Regions from separate parts of the Pan troglodytes genome. Here all the other regions are linked to region 2. The links are chromatin contacts, called in public HiChIP or PLAC-seq maps. All regions are on one chromosome and are shown on one strand. The core of a region is the stretch at or near the end of the contact, and the rest is flanking DNA. Distances in the headings are between cores, read along the strand shown. Region 1 holds the start of P3H1 (prolyl 3-hydroxylase 1). Region 2 holds the start of FOXJ3 (forkhead box J3). Region 3 holds the start of PPIH (peptidylprolyl isomerase H).

Region 1 (3,921 bases), core at 1,274-3,773, 430 kb before region 2:
CTGATCTCGTGATCCACCCGCCTTGGCCTCCCAAAGTGCTCGGATTACAAGCGTGAGCCACCGCACCCAGCCCACCACCATTTTTTTTTCTTTTTAGACTTGCTCTGTCACCCAGGCTGGAGTGCAGTGGTGTGATCTCAGCTCACTGCAACCTCTGCCTCCCAGGTTCAAGCAGTTCTCCCGCCTCAGCCTCCAGAGTAGCTTCGGACTACAGGCACACACCACCATGCCCGGCTAATTTTTTGTATTTTAGTAGAGACAGGGTTTCACATGTTGCCCAGGCTGGTCTCCAACTCCTGAGCTCAGGCAATCCTCCTGCCTTAGCCTCCCAAAGTGCTAAGATTACAGGCGTGAGCCACCACACCCAGCCTCATTTTTTTTTTTTTTTAAGAGTCTCACTCTGTCACCAATTCTGGAGTGCAGTGGTGCGATCTCGGCTCACTGCAACCTCTGTCTCCTGGGCTCAAGCGATTCTCATGCCTCAGCCTCCCGAGTAGCTGAGACTACAGGCATGAGCCACCACACCTTTTAGTAGAGACGGGGTTTCACCATGTTGGCCAGACTGGTCTCGAACTCCTGACTTCAAATGATCCACCCACCTTGGCCTCCCAAAGTGCTGGGATTACAAGTGTGAGCCACGGCACCTGGCCAAAAAGTACATTTTAGATAGTTAATATGTTTGATTCAATTTGTTTGTCTCTAAAGTTTTTTTTTTCTTCAGCTTCTCAAATAGATTGTATTGGGGAAACAGAGGCAGCATAATAATGCATCCTCTGTATTTCATAAGATTATAGGATGAAAGACAAAAACTGTGTTCTTTCTTCCATCTGTTCAGGCCATCGTAATAAACATGATAGTCATTCAATAGCACATGAATATGTTGTGTGCACAAGATTCTGTCCCTACCAACCTCCCTCCCAATAAGAGTAATCTGATTAACTAGATGCATATTCTCTTAATAAATAAAAGTTGCACTTTGCTCCCCAGCTCTTCAAAAAGAAGAAAGCCAAGTTTTGAATTAAAGGAGCTTTCCAGCGTATCTGAATTTTTCTTAATTAAAAAAAAAAAGGATTCGAAGGATTTCTAGGATCATTGAAAAAAAAAAGAGATGTGAGGGAATTTGAGCACATTAAATAATTTTGAGCAAAGCAAAGACCCTGGAACATAATCAAGGCCAAATCTGATAGTGTATACAGGGATAAGGGGCCATGATAATCTTTAAAACAGCAGGACCCTCCATCTGTGGACACTGAAGAGGGTGTACAACCGGAAGTCTTGATAAGAGATAAGAAGGAATCTGGTTTTTCATTGAATAATGACAAAACTTTAGATCTTGGAGCTCTCCTACTTCAAATCTTTCACTTCACAGATAAAATAGTTGAGGTCCAGAGAGAAGTAATCTGCCTTTAGTCGCACTGCAAGTTAGTATCAAAAGTGGGATTAATACTCATGTGTCCAAACTTCCAGTGTTTTTTCCATTATTTCACATTTCCTCCTTATTTGACTTATTTTGGCCATCCATATATAAACACTGGGCTTGGGAATACTGTGTTTAATGAGGACTAAACTTGGAGTGCTTGCCCTGCTAGAAGATGTTTAAACTCTCAGGTAACAAAGATCTTATGGGAAGCAGCTTAAAATAAGCGGACCTTGAAACTTCCCGAAGAACTTTTCTTTGTGTCAAATGGGAAGAATAACTCTGTACTGCCTACCTCACAAGGCTGTCCTAAAGTGCAAATGAAATAATGAACACTAAAGTGTTGTGTAAACCTTCCCACGAAGGAAGATTATGGGCACTCAAGTTGCAGTTAGAGGAACCTTTGATCCCAGAAGGTCATTCGAATCAGGCCACCGACTCACAATGACAGTCGGCTTTACTCGTCTGTAAAATGGAGACAAGAGCAAATGCCACCCCCACCATAGGTGGTAGTGAGGTCTGAGCCGAAAGACGCAGAGCGCAACGTGAACGAAGATGGTTATTCGCTGCCCCGGCCGCGCCTCCTCACCTTCTGCACCTGCTCTGCGAGCGCCACGAGGTCTAAGGGGTCCCCGGCCCGGTGGGTGTGGTAGGGGCTCACCAGGGCCAGGCCGCCGGGGGTCGGGGTGAGCTCCACCAGGGCTCCTGCGACACACACCCAGGAACACAAGCCGTGAGCTCCCGCCGTCGGCCTCCCGCTGAGCCCCGAGACCGGCTGCCTCGCGGGGGCTGACTTCCCCCTGCTGACTCCCGCCCCGCATACCTCCCTGGCCTGCAGCTGGCGGCGCTCCTTGCCTTTCAAGGACCCCCTCGGTCCGCCCCGGCGTGGCGGCGTCCTCCATGACAGCGCCTTGTCCTCCCCACTCCCTGGGCTGTGCGAGTCGGAAGAGCCTGCGCATAAAGGCGCGTGGGCGGAGCTTCCGTCTTTCTTGTCTACTGGGCGTCAGTTCGACTGAGCAAGGCCTGAGCTCGGAGGCGGGGCTCCGGCTGACGCGCCGGGATTCGCTGAGTGCCGGTGGGGGGATCCGGGCTGACTGAAAGGAAAAGAGGCGGTGCAAGCCTCGTGGGCATGCGCCGCCCAGCTTGGAAGGTGGGGCTTCGCCCGGGGACGGGCTTTCGCCGGGGGTAGGACTCCGGCCTTGGTGGCGGGTGGCTGGCGGTCCCGTTAGGTCTGAGGGAGCGATGGCGGTAGGCGCGTTGAAGCTGCTGACCACACTGCTGGCTGTCGTGGCCGCTGCCTCCCAAGCCGAGGTCGAGTCCGAGGCAGGATGGGGCATGGTGACGCCTGATCTGCTCTTCGCCGAGGGGACCGCAGCCTACGCGCGCGGGGACTGGCCCGGGGTGGTCCTGAGCATGGAACGGGCGCTGCGCTCCCGGGCAGCCCTCCGCGCCCTTCGCCTGCGCTGCCGCACCCAGTGTGCCGCCGACTTCCCGTGGGAGCTGGACCCCGACTGGTCCCCCAGCCCGGCCCAGGCCTCGGGCGCCGCCGCCCTGCGCGACCTGAGCTTCTTCGGGGGCCTTCTGCGTCGCGCCGCCTGCCTGCGCCGCTGCCTCGGGCCACCGGCCGCCCACTCGCTCAGCGAAGAGATGGAGCTGGAGTTCCGCAAGCGGAGCCCCTACAACTACCTGCAGGTCGCCTACTTCAAGGTGCAGACCTGCCTGGAGCCAGGCGGCCGGGGTCCTTCTGGGGAGAGGAGTGTTGCAGGGGACCTGAGGAGCTTGGGGGATCGGGGAAGTGTCCGCAGGGAGGGGAAAGTGGCCTCCTGGCTGGGGAGCTCTCCTCGGAGCCAGGGAGAGCTGCTCCCTGGCAGGAGACCTTCCTCGCCCAGTTCGCATGGGCAGATGCTAACCCCAAAGGTCCAGCCTGGGGTTAGGGCACAGGCCAAGCAAAACTCATGGCCATTTTGTTCCCTGGGAAATCTCCTGGAAGGAATTAAAGCGGCAGTTTGGGTCTCCCATTCTGATGTCATTGTAAGTGTCCGAGTGAGAAGCTAGTAGCGGTCTACAATATCTCCCTTCCGGTTGGTTTTCCAGTGGTGCTTTTCCTGCTGTTTGATTCAGCAGCTCTCTTTCAGGATGTGAGGTTGCCACGTCGCCAGCAGGGGCTGCCTGGCCCTTTCTGTGGGGGGGGGACCCTCTGGCTAGTCTGCCAGATTTACAAAGAAAATGAGTATTTTTCGGAATGCCAGAGTGCCGTGTGTCCAAGTGTACACTTGGGCTTGGAGCGTTCCAGGCTTGTTTGGTGGTGGTGATGGTGACGATGATGATGATGATGATAGCCAGCACATACTTCCAGGCACTATTTTAAGCAGTTTGCATTTATTAACGCATTTGCCCTAATCTTCACAATATCTTGTCAGGTAGATGCTGTTATTAGTCCCACTGTATTGGGGGTGGGGGGAGAAAGAGTTGTGCATTATATCTGTTACATCTGTAGTTTAAAA
Region 2 (3,585 bases), core at 239-2,738:
CATCATTCTGTACCTGGGTAATGGAGCCTCTGGCTTCCACCATTGTCCTCTTAGTTCTGCTCTTAGCACGGCGGCCAGAGTGATCTTTTGAAAGCACAGTGATCTTTTGAAAGCACGAGTCAGATCCTATCACACCTCTGTTCAAAGCCCAGCAGTGGTTCTGTTTCAGCCAAGATTCCTACAGCTCCCTACTTGAGACCCCTCTCTCTGATCTTATCTCCTCATTCGGCTCCCATTTGCTCACTGCTCCAACCGTCCTGGCCTTCTCATTATTTTTAACACTTCCCGAGGCTTTTGTCTCCAGGCCTTTCCACCAGCTAGCTGTTCCTTCTGCCTGGGACACTCTTCCCCAGACAACTGCATGGCTGACTCCCTCAGCTCTTTCAGGTCTCCGATTTAAAGTCATTTTATAAATGAGGCCCATGCTGACGACTCTATTTAAAATTGCAGGCCAGGCGCGGTGGCTCAGGCCTGTAATCCCAGCACTTTGGGAGGCCGAAGAGCGCGGATCACTTTTGAGTTCGGGGGTTTGAGACCAGCCTGGCCAACATGGTGAAACTCCATCTCTACTAAAAATACAAAAATTAGCCGGGTGTGGTAGCGCGCGCCTGTAATCCCAGCTACTTAGGAGGCTGAGGCAGGAGAATCACTTGAACCCGGGAGTTGCAGTGAGCCGAGATCGCGCCACTGCACTCCAGCCTGGGCGGGAGAGCAGGATTCCCTCTTTAAAAAAAATTGCAAACCCCCTTCCTCCAGTTTTCCTCATACCCCTTACCCTGGTGTATTTTTTTCCCCCATATGCCTTCTAACATATTACATAATTCTCTTACGTTTATCATCTTTCTCCCTATATTAGAATGAAAGCTCCAACAGGGAAGGGTATTTGTTTTCTCTCTCTCTTCTGTTTACTGATACATCCCAAGCACTAAAATAGTGTCTGGCAACCTTAGTAGTGATTGGCAAATATTCGTTGAGTGAATGAGTACATGAATCTTCAGAATCTTGCTAGTCTTATAAAGAAAAGGAATATGTGAATACTTTGAATCTCCAGTGCCTAGAAATGCTTGACCAAACGGCAGGTGTTCAATGTTTACTGAAGGAATTGTGTGCTCAGATCTGCTGGAGGTCTTTATCTGAACCCTTTGAGACTATGTCAAAAAAGCACCCAGGGCCAATTCACTCATGCCTCTCCTTTTCCTCTCATCCAATCAGCCTAGTATTCATCTAACAAATATCTAAGTCTCCAAATATTGAGCCACCCATTGTGAGTTCAAAAGCGTGTTTGGCGCTGCAGGGGAATATGTGACTAACGCGAATGAAGCAACAGCAAATACTACACTGGAATGTAATTAAGTGTGAAATTATAGGGCAGATTATCAGTGCTAATAGTTTAGAGAAAGAATCAGTGAAGACTGACGTAGAAGTAAATTCCAAAGTTCACTCGTCGACCAAACTACCCTTCTAAACGCTCCACCTACTGATAGTAGTACCATAACCTGGGTAGCTACCTTGAGAATTAGAAGGGCCTTTAGAGGTCCAACTCCTTTAAGAAAGAAAGTAAGACCAGGCACGGGAAAGGCCTCCGCAGACATGAGTCTAGCACCTGGGACTCATGAAGTTCTGAAAAGAGGGGTGTCCTGAAGGTCCAAGGCGCCTTTGTTGGGGGTCCCGGAATCCGCGGTGTGCCAGGTCGGAAAAGGCGTCCGCTTTCCTGGAGAGGAGGCTAAGGTGCCGGGCGCTTCGGTGAGGTGGCGGAGGTTGGGGGGCGGGGGAGGGCAGAAGGCACCATTCCTTCGGGGCATGGGGCCCCAGGTATCCGTGGGCAGGGTCCAAAGCCACCGATCCCTACTGTCCTCAACTGCGGGGTTGCCTCCGCCGCCTTTGCTCCCAGACGCCACTCCGAGGCACAAGGACCCTAAGTCGCTCGGAACTGCCGGCCGCTAGATGACACCGACTGCGCCGAGGCAGAGCCCCGGGAGTCTCAGGGCACTACTTGTCCCAGCGGAGGGATCCCGCGTGCGTCGAAGCGACCGTGACCGCGCAGGGACTTGACGCCGCTGACGCCGGGCCGGCGGCGCAGCGACGCCGCAGGAGGCGGTGGCGGCGAGGGCGGGCGGGGGATGCGGGTCGGGAAGTAGTTCCGGGTGCGCGGCCCCGGATGTTGGCTGCTCTTGCTGCCGCCGCCGCTCTCGGGGCTGCTCGGGGCCTCGACCGCTCGCAGTAGGCACCGTTGGGACCTTTCCCGGGGGGGCGGAGACGCACGGAGCGGCCGGGGGCTCGGCCGGGCCGTCCCGGCCTGCGCAGCCTGAGGTAAGTGCCCCCCGCCAGGGCGGCCGGGCCTGGGCGGCGGGCGAGGAGGCGGGGCTGTGGCATCTCCCGGGACGGAGGCAGGGGCTGCCCTCCGCGAGACGCCCTCTCTCTTCTAGCCGCAGCCGCGCTGCGGGGTGGGCGGCGGGCGGGGCAGGGGGCCTGGGCCCCGGCTGGGGCCTGGCGGACGCCGAGGGCTGGGTCCTTCCCTCCCCCGCGGCGCTTCTCAGCTGCTGCTGCCCCTCAGCTGGGAAGCAGCGGCTTCGCGTCTCCCGCCCCTCCCCCAGGCGGGGCCCCGGGGAACCAGACGTGGATCCCGGGGGCGCCTAGTCCTAGGGCAGCGACCGTCTCCTTCCCTCCATGACCTGTCCCCTGGCCTGGGCTAGCCCCCGACCCCGGCACTCTGCGGCTTCTTCCCTTTAAGCTTGGGGGCGCTTTTCTGCCGGCAGGGCCGGCTGTACCTCACGCCTTGGAGTGGCCCTTTGGGGAGAGGAGGCCCATGCGAGGGTGCTTGCGTTCCCGCCCATCCTGTGTCTGTGTCCTTTGCTGGGATTAGGGCAAAGGCAGCCGTTCCATGCGGACGTGTTGCTGTCCTGTGTGTGTTGCATCCTGCCCACGTGGTAGAGTGTCTCCCGCCCCCCCTCCCAGCTCCATTTTTGCAGCTGGTGAGGAGGGAGGTTAACGGGATGGTTTTTCCTCTGTGATTTCCTCCGGGTGGCGTGGAAGGTGTTAGGGTCAGTTTGCTTTGCCGAGGCCGGCTGTTGGTTAGATGAAGAATCGAGAGTTGTACTCTGAAATTGAGGCCAGTAGGGGACATAACAGGGCTTAGTTTCATTAACATCTTTTTTCCTCTTCCATTAGCTGCTCTTATTCTTTTCTCTGTTGCTTAATCATAGAGAATAAGCGCTTGCTACGGATGCATTCAGGTGTATAGTTTTCATTTCTCTTTTTTACTTTTTGTGTGTCTGGTTAGCAAAGGTTTTACTATTCCGTGTTGGTGCATTCCACGTCTGTGTTGTCCCTGGTTGGATTCCTGAATGAGTTAGAGCCATTCACTCTAATTCCTGAAGGAGTTAGAGATTGGTGGGCACCTTTTTGGTCTTTTTCTGAGATTTATTTGTGTGTGTTTTCTTCCTTCTGTTTTGTTTCCCAGTGAAAAAGCGTGATGTCATAGGAGCGTTATATGCATAGCTCTTTTTCTCACAAGGCAGCACTAGTTTCACCTAGTCACTTATTTTGTAGAAGCTCTTTTACTTCACTTTTCCTCTTACTCTGTTG
Region 3 (4,099 bases), core at 481-2,980, 320 kb before region 2:
TCACAGGAGTCTTACTGGGGATTAGAGACCAAAGCTCTAAAGCTGTGATATAATTATGTGCTAACATTGTTACTAACCACAGTGAGGCCATGAGAAAGATTCTATATTGAAATGAGACTAAGTGTTGCCATACTCCACTCCCCAGTAAATATGATTATCCTTGGACAATCATATATGATCATTTTAGGAATTAGTTATAAATATCAACCAGCAGGACATATTATATGCACTTTAGGATTACAAGTGTACTTTTAAAAAAAATCTGCATTTGCACAAACAAGTGCATGAAAAAGTCAAGATATTGTAAAGATGAGTAGTTTCTGTTTTAAAGACCTAAGAAGTGGGGGAGTGTAAGTAGAGTTAGAACATTTAATAAATCTTCAGTTGTTGAGTCCACAAAAACATTTCTTCTCAAGAAATGTAAGAATTACCCTCTGGTTTTATTTTCCTCTAAAGAGTCTAATCCCCCAGGAAATATTTCTGAAAGACTCCAGGATGGCTTGCCAAGAGCCTTACCTGTGGAAGGTGCTTCCTTTGTATCCTATTGGAACCCCATCTTTCCTATAACCAAAAAGAAAGAGACTTGGAGTGACAGCACAAGGCCTTTCCAGTTTACCATGCACTGGAGCCAAAAGGACTCTCCTAAAGATGGTTGACAGACATAAAGAAGGCAAATAAACTAGGGACAGACCCTTGGGGCATTACCTTCTATCACTGTCACCAGCAATCATTCAAGGCCAGCAGGTGGTTCACCGATACCCTCACTGCAGCCCCAGAACACCCCTCTGGAGCAGGCAAAGAAGTCAAACACATCTGAAACTGACCTGAATTCTCCGGTGCAGAACTGCCTGAAAGGGACAAAAAATGAATGATTCAATCACTATGATATCACAGTCGTGAGCGCCTCTAAATACGGGAAAGAATAAACACTGGAGCCAGCAAGTCCACCAATCGGCCAGCCAGACGTCCAGACACGCAGACACACAGACTAACAACGTAAATTAACACGGGAACAATCCAAACGGCAACCAGACAGAGCAATGCACGGAGGAATCAGGTCTCAAGAGCAGTGAGCGGACGGACAGAGGTAGACAGGCTATTTCAGGCGGCTGACTGGAGCCCGGCTTCTGCCTCAGCTAATCCAGCGGAGCTGGAGCACGTCCTTACCTAAAGTTCTCGGCCGTCTTAGGCACAACGTCTGCAAAGAGCTCGATCTTCATGCGGCCAACTTCCTGCAATCAGCAGGAGAGTGTCAGAAGGCCCAGTCCAAGACCACGAGGGCTTCACGCAGCAGGGGGCATGAGGGGCTGACCCACCACCCTGCCGCTCGGTATCTCCCACCTCCGCCTCCCTAGTCTAACCGCCCAGTTCCTCCAGAAGCGGGGCGCTAGGATTGGGGAGACTCCTCCTCCTCCTTTCCCCCCGCCCGGCAGGTCGGTAGGTTCGGGTGCAATTTCACTTTCTGGCTGGCTTCCCGAGTCCGCTCTCTCTGGGTGAGTTCTGCCTGCCTAGCCCCGAGCAGTTTCCCTTCGGCGCAGGTGTGGGCAGCTTCCTGGATCTCACCTGACCGCCAATACTGACATCAAAGAACACCACGGGGTTAACAGGACTTGAATTTGCCACCGCCATGGCTCCGACCCGGAAGCAGAAGTCGGGAGCGTGGGATTCCGGCGAACCTAAAGCCCGGTCCGCGGATTTCGTCCGGGGAGCAGGCGCGGTAGACGTGGAGCGAGACCAGGCCCCGCCCCCGGAAGCTGTCGCCCCGTGCGGTGTGTGCTGAGACTGCTAGGGTCTAGCTGAGAGACTCTGCCTGGCACTGGGGACGCGGGAGTGAGGAGGAGGAAAGCCTTGACATCTTTTTGGTTAAGGTCAATGGTCACCCCACTCACGTGGCTGTACTAAGGGCAGTACAAGTTGATCTTGCTCTAGCTAGGACTTTTGGACTAGGCAGTCGCCAGGGTCCTCCTTATCGGCTCTTGCAGCCAAGCCCTCTGCACCGCCACACGTGCTGTCTGTCTTCTGCCCGCTAGTGTGAACACCGTGAAGGCAGGAACTCTGGTTTGTTCATTCTCAGCGTTTAGAACAGCTTGGCACGTACAGGCTTGCTAAATAAATATCCCTTCCTCTAAGTCAGGACAATAGATAATGTTTGTTCTGCCACAAGCTACCAGTTTTGTCATTTCCAATTCATTTCCCATAAAGCAACTAGAGTTTTTTATTTTTTATTTTTAAAATAACTCTTGTGCTTCCTATTTATTTTAAAAATAACTCCTGGCTTCCTATATTTAGAATAAAATCCAATTCCCTGCATACGAAGCCCTACAGTGCATTTATCTGGCTATCACGTACCTGACCTCATCTTGTACCACTTGCCCTTAGTTACTGTGCTCTGACCTGTCTGTTCCTCCAGGTCACTGAGATCCCTCCTCTCTTTAGGGCTTTGTAATAGCTGTTACTTCTGTCTGAAATATTCCTTCCAGATCTTAATGTGGGTTGGCGGGGGATGGTGGGGGTTGGTTGGGGTATGCGTGTGGGAAGTAATGCTCCTTGTAGTTCAGGGCTCACCCCAGATGTTACCTCCTGAGAGGCAACATTAGACCTAATCTAAAGTAGCCCTTGGTCATTCAGATCACTGGTTTGTTTTCTTCATGCCACCCCCCCTTCTACATTATCTTCGTATGGTATGTGTCTACACCTCATTTCCTGCCACACACACATAATCTTCCTCCCTGATAGCATATAAACTCCATGAAAGTAGAGACTCTCCTGGTCCTATTCGCAGCTGTAGCTGCAATGTCGCCTACTGAATAGCATATAGTAGGTATTCAATAAATAATAGATGCAATGAATTTAGTGAAAGAAGGGGACCTTGGGCAAGGCTCATTCAATATAACAGCATGCATTTAATATAATAGTTATTATTTCCTAGTTCCTTTGATCATCTTTCTAGCTCTGTTGTCTGAGAAAGCAAGGATTACATATAAAAATACAGTGTGCTCAATTTAAAGGGTCATTTTTATTTCTGGTTACTGATCCTCTCCTCTTGGTCTCCTCCAACTGAAAAAGAAGAAAGGGGAGGAGGGGGAAAAGGAACAGCAGCAGTCACGCTTCAGTATAATTTTATACCAACTGTTTTAGAATAAATCTTTAAAATTGATAATATCCAATGTTGATGAGGTTGTGAAAAAAATAGTACATTGATAAACCGCTAGTGAAAATAAATGATGATAGCATTTATTAAGCAGTTACTACGTGCTAAATACTTTACATGCTTCATTTCATTTGGTCCTCACAACCCTATGGGATAGAGAACTATTATTGTTCCCATTTTAGGAATCAAGAAATTGAGGCTCAAGGAGGTTGAGTAACTTGACTATGAAAACAGTATGTTGACACACTTTTTATTTATTTATTTATTATTATTATTATTTTTTGAGACAGAGTCTCACTTTTTGCCCAGGCTGGAGTACAGTGGAGTGGTCTCAGCTCACTGCAACTTCTACCTCTTCGGTTCAGGTGATTCTCGAGCCTCAGCCTCCCGCATAGCAGGGACTACAGGTGTGCACCACCATACCCGGCTAATTTTTGTATTTTTAGTAGAGACAGGGCTTTGCCATGTTGGCCTGGCTGGTCTTGAACTCCTGGCCTCAAGTGATCCACCTGCCTCGGCCTCCCAAAATGCTGGGATTACAGGTGTGAGCCACTGCAACTGGCCAGGCAGAACCCTTTTTTAAAGCAAAGGAAATGATATCCTAGAGCAATATTAACATTTATATCCTTTGACTCAGTCCAATCTTGCGAATTTGTTTTCTGGAATAATTCAAAAGAAGAAAAGAACTACATGCACAAAGACCTTCAACACAGCATAATCTTAAATAGTAAAAAAGTAAAACCAGGCCTGGCATAGAGGCTCATCCTATAATCCTATCACCTAGGAGGCTTAGGTGGGAGGATCACTTGAGCCCAGAAATTTGAGACCAGCTTGAACAACAGAGTGAGAGTGAGACCTCGTCTTTACAAAAAGTGCAAAAATGAGCCAGGCATGGTAGCACATGCCTGTACTTGGGAGAGGCTGAGGAGAGAGGATCACTTAAGCATG

What was found. HiChIP or PLAC-seq counts read pairs in DNA pulled down with a chosen protein or histone mark.
Region 1: a contact with region 2 is called in an H3K4me3 HiChIP or PLAC-seq map of stem cell-derived excitatory neurons, with 2.9 times the contacts expected there. The contact joins the promoter of P3H1 here to the promoter of FOXJ3 in region 2. A contact is called at or near these places in 2 of 7 Hi-C or Micro-C datasets (induced pluripotent stem cells and stem cell-derived neural progenitor cells) and 1 of 1 datasets of contacts at active chromatin or transcription factors (stem cell-derived excitatory neurons).
Region 3: an H3K4me3 HiChIP or PLAC-seq map of stem cell-derived excitatory neurons shows a contact between it and region 2, with 2.8 times the contacts expected there. The contact joins the promoter of PPIH here to the promoter of FOXJ3 in region 2. A contact is called at or near these places in 1 of 7 Hi-C or Micro-C datasets (stem cell-derived neural progenitor cells) and 1 of 1 datasets of contacts at active chromatin or transcription factors (stem cell-derived excitatory neurons).

What each region holds. Positions count from the first base shown.
Region 1 is chr1:188,200,794-188,204,714 of NHGRI_mPanTro3-v2.0_pri, forward strand. It overlaps P3H1 (prolyl 3-hydroxylase 1), which reads left to right and starts at 2,524. Exons shown (of 15, transcript XM_016960471.4): 1 at 2,524-3,124. The coding sequence starts at 2,660. It overlaps C1H1orf50 (chromosome 1 C1orf50 homolog), which reads right to left and starts at 2,362. Exons shown (of 5, transcript NM_001243098.2): 1 at 2,241-2,362; 2 at 2,007-2,122. The coding sequence starts at 2,319.
Region 2 is chr1:188,631,241-188,634,825 of NHGRI_mPanTro3-v2.0_pri, forward strand. FOXJ3 (forkhead box J3) reads left to right here and starts at 1,489. Exons shown (of 13, transcript XM_009455382.5): 1 at 1,489-1,743.
Region 3 is chr1:188,309,376-188,313,474 of NHGRI_mPanTro3-v2.0_pri, forward strand. It overlaps PPIH (peptidylprolyl isomerase H), which reads right to left and starts at 1,731. Exons shown (of 11, transcript XR_001720624.3): 1 at 1,564-1,731; 2 at 1,168-1,232; 3 at 825-848; 4 at 517-561.